Regions from separate parts of the Mus musculus genome. Here all the other regions are linked to region 2. The links are chromatin contacts, called in public Micro-C and promoter capture Hi-C maps. All regions are on one chromosome and are shown on one strand. The core of a region is the stretch at or near the end of the contact, and the rest is flanking DNA. Distances in the headings are between cores, read along the strand shown.

Region 1 (2,885 bases), core at 249-2,748, 220 kb before region 2:
AGAACATAGCTGAGTCTTAGAAAGTGTTTTAAGAATGAAGAAATTCAACACTTATGGACCTGAGCCAATACAGCCTCAGTGGAAGCTCTCACTCAGGGGAAAACAGGTGGGGCCGGTTCAAAGCAGTTGAAAGCAGTGAGCAGAAAATAAAACCAATTGAAGTTTATATCCCAATGAGTTAAGGCAAGAGTATGTGAATGAGGCATAGGAAAGGGACAGAGCAGTACTGACCCAACTAGCAAGAGGGCTTGGGTGTAGCTTAAGTATTACTATTGAACACAGGTGATGGATGAGTGAGGCTGGGAGAACAGTGAGCCATGTGAACTAAGCTTGGCTAGTGCAGAGGCACAGGAGTATGGCAAGCTGAGTACAGGCAGCCTGCAGGGATACCCAACCTCTCAAATGAGAAACTCAATGCCATGAGATGTAATGGAAATCATTTCAAACTCTTCAACATTGATGTGATAGAAGGAAGAGTGCACAGAGCAACAGCTGTTCTGGGATAAAGAGAAAGGAGGTGTCTTAGTCAGCATTTCATTGCTATGAAAAGACACCATAACCATGGCAACTCTCATAAAGGAAAAGTGCTTCATTGGGGTTGCTTATGGTTTCAGAGGGTTCATTGATTGTTATCATGGCAGGAAGCATGATAGCACTCAAACAGACATCATGGTGCTGGAGAAGTTGAGAGTTTTACATCCAGATTCCTAAGTAGCAGGAAGAAAGAGCCAATGGGCTCTTGGGCTACTGAAACACTAAAACCCACCCCTAGAGACATACTTCCTCTAAAATGGCCATACCTGCTAATCTCTCTCAAGTAGTGTCCAATGAACCCCAATGACCAAGCATTCTCTTCCAGTCACTAGTAATCAAACCACCACAGGAAGCAAAGGTGTCCCTTAGAATAATATCCTATGCCCTAGGGGTAAGGCAAGAGAACTGTGGGGTTTTTCCCCCCTACATCTTTCTGTAGCTGCATTGAGTGTACTGGCTGGTTTTGTATGTCAACTTGACACAGGCTGCAGTTATCACAGAGAAAGGACCTTCAGTTGGGGAAATGCCTCCATGAGATCCAGCTGTAAGGCATTTTCTCAATTAGTGATCAAGGGGGAGGGCATCTTGTGGGTGGTACCATCTCTGAACTGGTAGTCTTGGGTTCTATAAAAAAGCAAGCTGAGCAAGTCAGGAGAAGCAAGCCAGTAAGTAACATCCCTCCATGGCCTCTGCATCAGCTCCTGCTTCCTGACCTGCTTGCATTCCAGTCCTAACGTCCTTTGGTGATTAACAGCAATGTGGAAGTGTAAGCCAAATAAACCCTTTCCTCCACAACTGCTTCTTGGTCATGATGTTTATGCAGGAATAGAAACCCTGACTAAGACATTGAGTATACTTTATCCCTTTTAAAGGTTCACTAGGTATAGCAGTGAGGTTTGAGGCTCTGTAGCCTGTTGACCGTTTTCTACTTAGAAGGCAAGATCCTGTGTCCTCACACAGACAGCAGTCAGATCTGGGACAACACATTTGTATCAAATTTTATTTATGCTACTTATATTTCTGCTGTTGTCTATTCTATTAAACTACTCTGGTCCACTCCTGGAAAGGAATTAGTAACTATGGTGACAATGTTATTAGAAGGGGTAGAGCTTAGCGCCACACACCAAAGCACTGGTATGTTGATTTCATGTGAAAGCTGATAGTGTGGGTGCCACCCCCTGAGCAAGTAGGTGACAAATACTGAGACCACATCTATATAGCATATTCATACCTCCTCAGTAATAAATGTACATATCCAACTTGAGATTAAAAATAAGGCTTTGTCTTTACCTTCAAGGAGACATGTTCCTAGGGACTTTCAAAGGACAAAAATCAAACACTTTGTTTAAGTGGAGGAAGGGGAATTTAATAGTCTAAAATAAATAAAATCTCTCCAAAGACTATGCACAAAAGTCAATTGTGTACATAGCAAATGTCTCCTGATGAGAGTAATTATGTGATCACTTGAATGGCCAAATTCTACCATGAAGAACAGTTAAGAATGCTTGCTGCTATTGCAAGGAACCCAAAGTTAGTTCTCAGTACCCATATTAGGTGGCTCACGACCACCTGTAACTCCAGTTCTGGGGGAGTTCAACTTCTTCTTCTAACCTATACAGAAATACACATATACATACACAAAAATACAAGCATATACAGAGATTAGTTAAAATCAAAATAATTTTGGAAGAAGAGAGATAGTTACAAGCTCACCACTCAACCCTCTCCCTGAATTATGTAAAAATTGCTCATTTAAAGAACATCTGCCCACTCAGCTCACAGTGCCATTCTTCATGTAGGTCTTCTTTCCCGTTTATCAGAAATGGCTGCAGGCATGACTCAGGCAACACTGGCCCCTGAGCTCCCATTTACAAGGCTTTGAGTATTTCTTTCCTTGCCCCTTGTCTTTTGTACTTCATCCTGGATCATTTTGATCTACTTCTCTGCTTCTTAAAAAAAAACACTAGAGGCCTCACATTCCACAGTACTAGTAACACACAGTAGCTCAAATACATACACAGAAATTAAGTTCAATGAAAAAAAGGTTTGTAAGATATGACCTCCTTCCTCTTTTTACTGGCTGCTCCATGAAGGTATAATGCCCGCCAGGCCCTAACACTGTGAATGCGTGGCTCGTGAAATTTGTAGCTGGAGTTTATTTGGAGATCCTGAACTGAGGAGATTATCCTGGATTATCCAGGCACAACTTAGTGCAACCACAAAAACTCCCTCTTGAGAGTGAAGTAGAGGGAAATTCTGATGACAGACAGATGGAAGGGTGTTCACCGCTGGGTCTGAAGAGAGAGCTGACGGCTGAGTGTGGCAGAATGCAGTGGCGACAAAAAGACCAG
Region 2 (2,833 bases), core at 57-2,556:
CAGATGCATATGTATTAATCTAAGCACCCAGGAAACTGAGCCAGGAGGACTACAAATTTGAAGCTAGCCCGGGCAAGTACTGGACCAAGGCTGAGCTACATAGAGAGACTCTATTCGGAGACAGAAAAGAGGAAATAAAAAGGGAGGAAAGAAGAAAATGGGAAGAAGAGACGGGGCATAAAGTCTCATTAAAGGAAGCTGAGATTCAGAACTAGGTCTTTCTGCAGCTTCTTCAGGCGATCTGACGCATGTCAGTGTATGGGTGTGTACGTGTGTTCACCTTACTCTCCACTTGCATAAGAACTGAGGCAAATAGCTAAAGCGAAGGTTACATAAAGCATTGGGGAGAAGACCGTGGAAGAGGAGCATGGAGAACTTCGCCCTTGAGATGGCCTGCTTGGGAAGCACACAGTGAGTGGTCCTCAAAGTTCAGGGGGCAGAGTTCATGTGGACTCTGCCACATGACTTGCAGTCCCCTCAAAGCAGGACTCAAAGCAGGTCTCAAGGCAGGACTCCAGGCTGTACATTTGTAGTAAGTCCCCGGCTGCTACACAGCTGTTGCCTAGACGCTGCACTTAGGGACCAGAGCTACAAGTAAAGGGCTTCTTACCCCAGGCTGTGTATGAGAATCAACTAGGCCAAGTTTCTAAGATATTCATGCCAGCGCCCCAGCCTGACAGGGAGAGCCAGGATCAGTCCTGGACAGGCAGACTTTACCACATTTCTGAGTGTTCTTTCTCAGAGTATGAACGTAGCACCTTGAATATTCATTCTATTGTCCTTTAACTGCATTCTGTGAGCTGTCAAGATGGCTCAGTAAATAAAGGTTCTTACTGCAAGTTCCATCCATAGGACTCATATGTGGTGGAAAGGGAGAACTGACCTATGACCTTCACCAGCTACTATGGCACAGGCACAAACACACATATATACATACATACATAAGCAAATAATATGATCACTTTTATTTTAAAATCTTACACTTAGATTTCTCTATCAAGGTCAAAATAGATAAATAAAATGAATTTCCATAATTTACAAGTAAAACAATGTGGCGGGATTTTTTTTCTTTCAACAATGCTGCCCTCTAGTGTCCACAAGTTAGTACTATGTAAAAACCATGTAAAAATCCCACCTAAGTCACCAATAAGGTGATTTCCTGTTTGTTAGCTAAATTCAGGTGACTTTCTTTTAAAATAACCTCCTCCACAGACAAGAACTCCAGGTACCTCCCCCCCCTTTCTCCCTGCCCTTTCTTCAGAGCGACATACAACAGAGAGAGGGTGTGGCCAGCAAGTAAAGCCATGTGCCTCTGACTCACCTCTCACACCCACATCCTTTACACTGTGTTGTAGTCCATCGAGAAGATAGCATCAAACAAGTCTACCACTGAGTTCCACAAACCCAGCTGGACCCTGTCCTTGGTGGGGGTCCCCAGCCCCAAGCACCTGCCTCCTCCCTCTGAGCCCAGTGTTCTCTCTCCTCCCTTCCCAGTCTCACAGTGGGTCTCATCTGGGATACCCTCCTGCTAGGTCATCCTCAATGGTACCCAGACAGTCTCTCACCTCTCCATCTATAAAAAGAACTCTCCTGGCATTCCTTGGATTATTATTTTCTGTGCTTCTTTCCTTTGAAAACCTGCTGAAAGAATTTGTGCAAGTTGTCTCCAAACCTGCCTGCCCTCCATTCTTCCCTCACGACACCTTGGCCTTGGTCTTTCAGTGACACTAAAATGGCTCTCGTCATGCTCTGCAGGATGTGTGTGTGTGTGTGTGTGTGTGTGTGTGTGTGTGTGTGTGTGTGGCAGACACTTCTGCAGCCTCTGACGTGATTGTTCCTTGTGTTCCATCCTGTGGGCCTCCTTCTTGAAGTACCCTCTGTTCTTGGCTCTAAATTGTCCCTCCCCTCTGGCTCCTGGTCAGTCAGCTGACTGACCGCACAGGGTCCTCTCTCTGACTGCATGCTGGCAATGAAAACCCTTCTCTTTTTCTCTTCAGACTTCCACTGCTCTCTCTGACTTAGCACAGGGAGTAAGCTGCACTTCTTCACACAGCAGGGTCCCACCGTGGCCATTCATTAACCCAGGGATTCACCCACACCAGCTCCACATACCCTCCAGTTCCTCACATCCAAAATAGGTTTTCTACCCCTGCCCTCCTCGCTGTGGACAGTCAGGGATCTGGGAGGAGACCTTGATTCCTTCCCGCCCACTCTGTACCACACTCAGTCTTAATTACCAAAACCCCCCTCCGGGTCACTCTTGCATCATGGCAGATTGCTCCCAGAGGCTTCCTCTTTCACTGATTCTTCACAACATAGACAGGGATGGCATTCTGAGACACAAACTCCGACGACAGGATGTCTCCCTCACCTAAAAATGGCAACAACCCCATCTACCTCTTAGCCCATACAGTTTGGTTTGTTGTCCTCTGGCAACTTTATCTCAATCCTGTCTTTTCTTGCTGGGCTTCTGCTACCTAACTTCATTTCAATCACTGGAATTCATGGTCCTGCTTTCGGGGCCTCCCCATGCTGTTCCATCATCCTAAGATGCTGTTCTCCCATGCTTTGTACGGTTAGCTTGTTTCAATGCTTCAACATAATACATGACGGGAAGTGACACAATCCTAGCCCTGACTCCATAGAGCTTCCATTTCATTTCCTATCTGGAACTGCTTATATTTTTCTATAACACTCTATATTTTATTTTATTTTATTTTATTTTATTTTATTTTTGGTTTTTCGATACAGGGCTTCTCTGTATAGCGCTGGCTGTCCTATATTTTAAAATCACTTCTTTATTTCTCCACCCTTGCCATCCAACCCTAAACTC
Region 3 (2,700 bases), core at 118-2,617, 190 kb after region 2:
GAACATTCATTTTATTGTCTACTTTGAGATAAGGAAGAAAGCTTACTTTTAACAAAGGGGATATTACCCATTTTCATAAAAGTTTAACCTCATATAAACTATGGTGTAAAGAACATAGTCCTCTGAAGTTTAATGACTATAGTACTTTAACAAAATATGTTGGTATATTATACACCATGTCTTTGGTTCTCATTTCCTTGTAACATCTTGAAGGATATAAGCTGACAGATAACCCCAGCATAACTGAATTCTGGAAACATCAAAGCCATGTATCAAAAGCTATATTTTGTGTTCCCCGTGAAATTTCTTCAGCAACAATAGCAAACATTCCCATCTGTCAAGTTTATCTTAAGCTAGGAGATTCTCACATACTCTCCAGGCAACATTTAATCTTTTCCTTCTATCCTTATTACCCTCAGCTTAAGAATTCTGTTTTTCATGATAATAATAGAAGAGGGCTACTTATCGTGAATGTTTAGTTCAGCTTATTAGGGTGAGTGCTAATGTTTAAGGTCATAGATTTACCCTTATAGAAACTGCTTAACTCTTCTTTTGTTGTTTGTTTGTTTGTTTGTTTGTTTTTTGGTTTGATTTATAATGTTTTTGAGACAGGTTTCTTTGTGTAACAGCCCTGGCTGTTGTGGAACTTACTTTGTAGACCAGGGTGGCCTAAAACTCTTGAGATTTGCCTGCCTCTGCCTCCCAAGTACTGGGATTAAAGGACTGGTTAACGGCTTAATAGGCAGAAAGCCAAGGTTCCGAAGTCTAGTGGATCTCATTAAATTGAGCAGTGTTCAGAAAAGTTTATACTTAATTTACTTTCTTAAAGTCTCACTTTTAATTTTTATTGGCATCATTTTCCAAGAACACAGATTAGAAATAAAGGACACATTCTGGACTCTTTGAGAAAGTCTTCTGTGTAATGCAGACTGACCTCAAACTTGATCCTTCTCCTGCCTCAGTCTTCTAAGTGCTATTATGTGCTTCTACCACACCTGGTCATCACGAACTCTGTACTTTCTTACCCACATGTAATTAATTGTTCGTGATGAAGTTTGATCGTAACCCTAACCTCTCAAGCAGCCCCCTTTTATTGCTTCCATAGTCTGTCAACATTTGTCTCGTAATTGTTAAACATAGATAATAAATATGCTAATATATTGCAAAATAGTGCTAGTCTCTACTCTTCCCTCATCTTTCTTCATCCTCTACCGAAAATAAATCACTTTACTGGAGTAAGCTTTATAAAAGGCAACGCTGGGCCATGCTGATCTGCTCAAAGGATCAAGCCCTAACCTCTTAACCCAGCATACAAAGCTCTTCCTTATCTGGCTCCAGCCAATCTCTCGAGACCAGTCTTATCTCTAATCACCTCCCACATACACTCTGACCTCCCACATGAACTGCATGTGCTTCTTGCATTGTATCCTCATGCTCTGCTTAGTTAACTTTACACATATTAAGTCACCTCGTGGTGGTCTAGTAACTAAGTTCACATGTCACATTCTGAAGCAATCCTTGTTACCTCTCCTGATACCTTTATCAGCAATGGCAGGCCTTATTTGGTATTTTCTTAAAGATCTCACTATGTATCTGGTTGGTTGTCATTATTTTCTTCATTATTACATCTAGTTTATTTTGTGTATCATGGGGTGAAGGGCATATGCTATGGCACAATAATGGAGGTCAGAGGACAACATGTCAGAATCAGTTCTCTCATTTTACCATGTGGATCCTGGGAATGTCAGGCTTGGCACCAAGTGTTTTTTACCCCAGAGCTATTTCAACAGCCTCTCAAATAAAAATTGTCCAAGACAATTAAATTGTATACTGAGTTCCCAGATGTATAATGTATAAACAGAAAACTATCTGAGCAAGAAATGTAGTAATTTTTGTTTTACTCAACACATATTTCTGTATTGGTTTTGATTGTTCTTTTTACCTCTGTTAATCTTTCTAGTTGTGGGGTCTTTTCACTTTTTTTTATTTTTTAGTATTCGAAATATATACATGTATGATATGTGAGGCATACTTGTGCTCTTATGTGGGTACTGGTACATACATTGGTGAGATATTTCTGGAAATGCTGCTTAATTAATTAGTATGTGAAGTTTTTGTGAGATAAAATAACCATTGTTAAAAACTATGAGAATGGGGTCCTTTCCCAGAATTCCAAGTTAGTTTTCTATCTGGATTTTTGAACAAGTATGTGTGATGGTATGTTCATTAGTAAAACATGTAACGGGGTTTCTAATTTTAGTCTTTTAGTAAGTCCATAGCTGTTGACAAGATGTGTTTTGTCCCTCTGATGAATGATGAGGTTATAACTAAATCCTACAGTATAGTGGCCATCTCCTTTGTATTCTGGTCACCTCTCAACTTTTATGCTGAGTAGGGTTCTCATCTGTCTCCGCTTTTATCATGATACCACCCCACCCTGCCTCCTTAATCTTTAGCATTGTTTCTCTTATTCAGTTTTCACACATCCTATATTTACTGCATCCCTGTCTGCTTTTACCCTCTTTATCTTCTGTCCTCCAAGGTCCGTCCTGGATTAACTTCTGCTCTCCCGTTGCCTGTACATGGTATGCGGATCCTTTGTGTCTTATGCACTGTCGAGAAGATCTTCTTCAACTATTTGAACTGCTCAAATGTTCTAAGGAATAAAGCTCTTAGCTCATTTTACTTGTTCTCCTGCAC

Evidence for each region. Hi-C and Micro-C count contacts between places; a contact is called where the count stands out from the background. Capture Hi-C pulls out chosen DNA fragments and counts their contacts.
Region 1: a contact with region 2 is called in a Micro-C map of the HL-1 cell line, with 1.8 times the contacts expected there. The contact joins two enhancer-like sites. A contact is called at or near these places in 1 of 39 promoter capture datasets (stem cell-derived epiblast-like cells), 10 of 484 Hi-C or Micro-C datasets (the AML12 cell line, the HL-1 cell line, the N1E-115 cell line and 4 more) and 2 of 115 datasets of contacts at active chromatin or transcription factors (extraembryonic endoderm stem cells and forebrain).
Region 3: a promoter capture Hi-C map of adipose tissue shows a contact between it and region 2. The contact joins two enhancer-like sites. A contact is called at or near these places in 1 of 484 Hi-C or Micro-C datasets (the HL-1 cell line), 1 of 115 datasets of contacts at active chromatin or transcription factors (bone marrow-derived macrophages) and 3 of 9 other capture datasets (adipose tissue, embryonic stem cells and liver).

The regions. Positions count from the first base shown.
Region 1 is chr3:65,131,178-65,134,062 of GRCm38.p6, forward strand. The region is part of intron 1 of Kcnab1 (potassium voltage-gated channel, shaker-related subfamily, beta member 1); the gene reads left to right. It overlaps A330015K06Rik (RIKEN cDNA A330015K06 gene), which reads right to left. Exons shown (of 5, transcript NR_126080.1): 5 at 1,882-2,885. Among named protein-coding and RNA genes, the nearest start is that of Kcnab1, 24 kb to the left of the region's middle. Within about 2 kb of position 1,499, at least 5 of the 459 cell types and tissues checked have an H3K27ac peak or open chromatin away from gene starts, as enhancers often do. A contact at or near this core is called in the HL-1 cell line, where this site is marked.
Region 2 is chr3:65,351,590-65,354,422 of GRCm38.p6, forward strand. The region is part of intron 8 of Kcnab1 (potassium voltage-gated channel, shaker-related subfamily, beta member 1); the gene reads left to right. Among named protein-coding and RNA genes, the nearest start is that of A730090N16Rik, 3.6 kb to the left of the region's middle. Within about 2 kb of position 1,307, at least 78 of the 459 cell types and tissues checked have an H3K27ac peak or open chromatin away from gene starts, as enhancers often do. A contact at or near this core is called in the HL-1 cell line and adipose tissue, where this site is marked.
Region 3 is chr3:65,540,359-65,543,058 of GRCm38.p6, forward strand. All of the region lies in intron 2 of Tiparp (TCDD-inducible poly(ADP-ribose) polymerase), which reads left to right. Among named protein-coding and RNA genes, the nearest start is that of 4931440P22Rik, 12 kb to the left of the region's middle. Within about 2 kb of position 1,368, at least 17 of the 459 cell types and tissues checked have an H3K27ac peak or open chromatin away from gene starts, as enhancers often do. A contact at or near this core is called in adipose tissue, where this site is marked.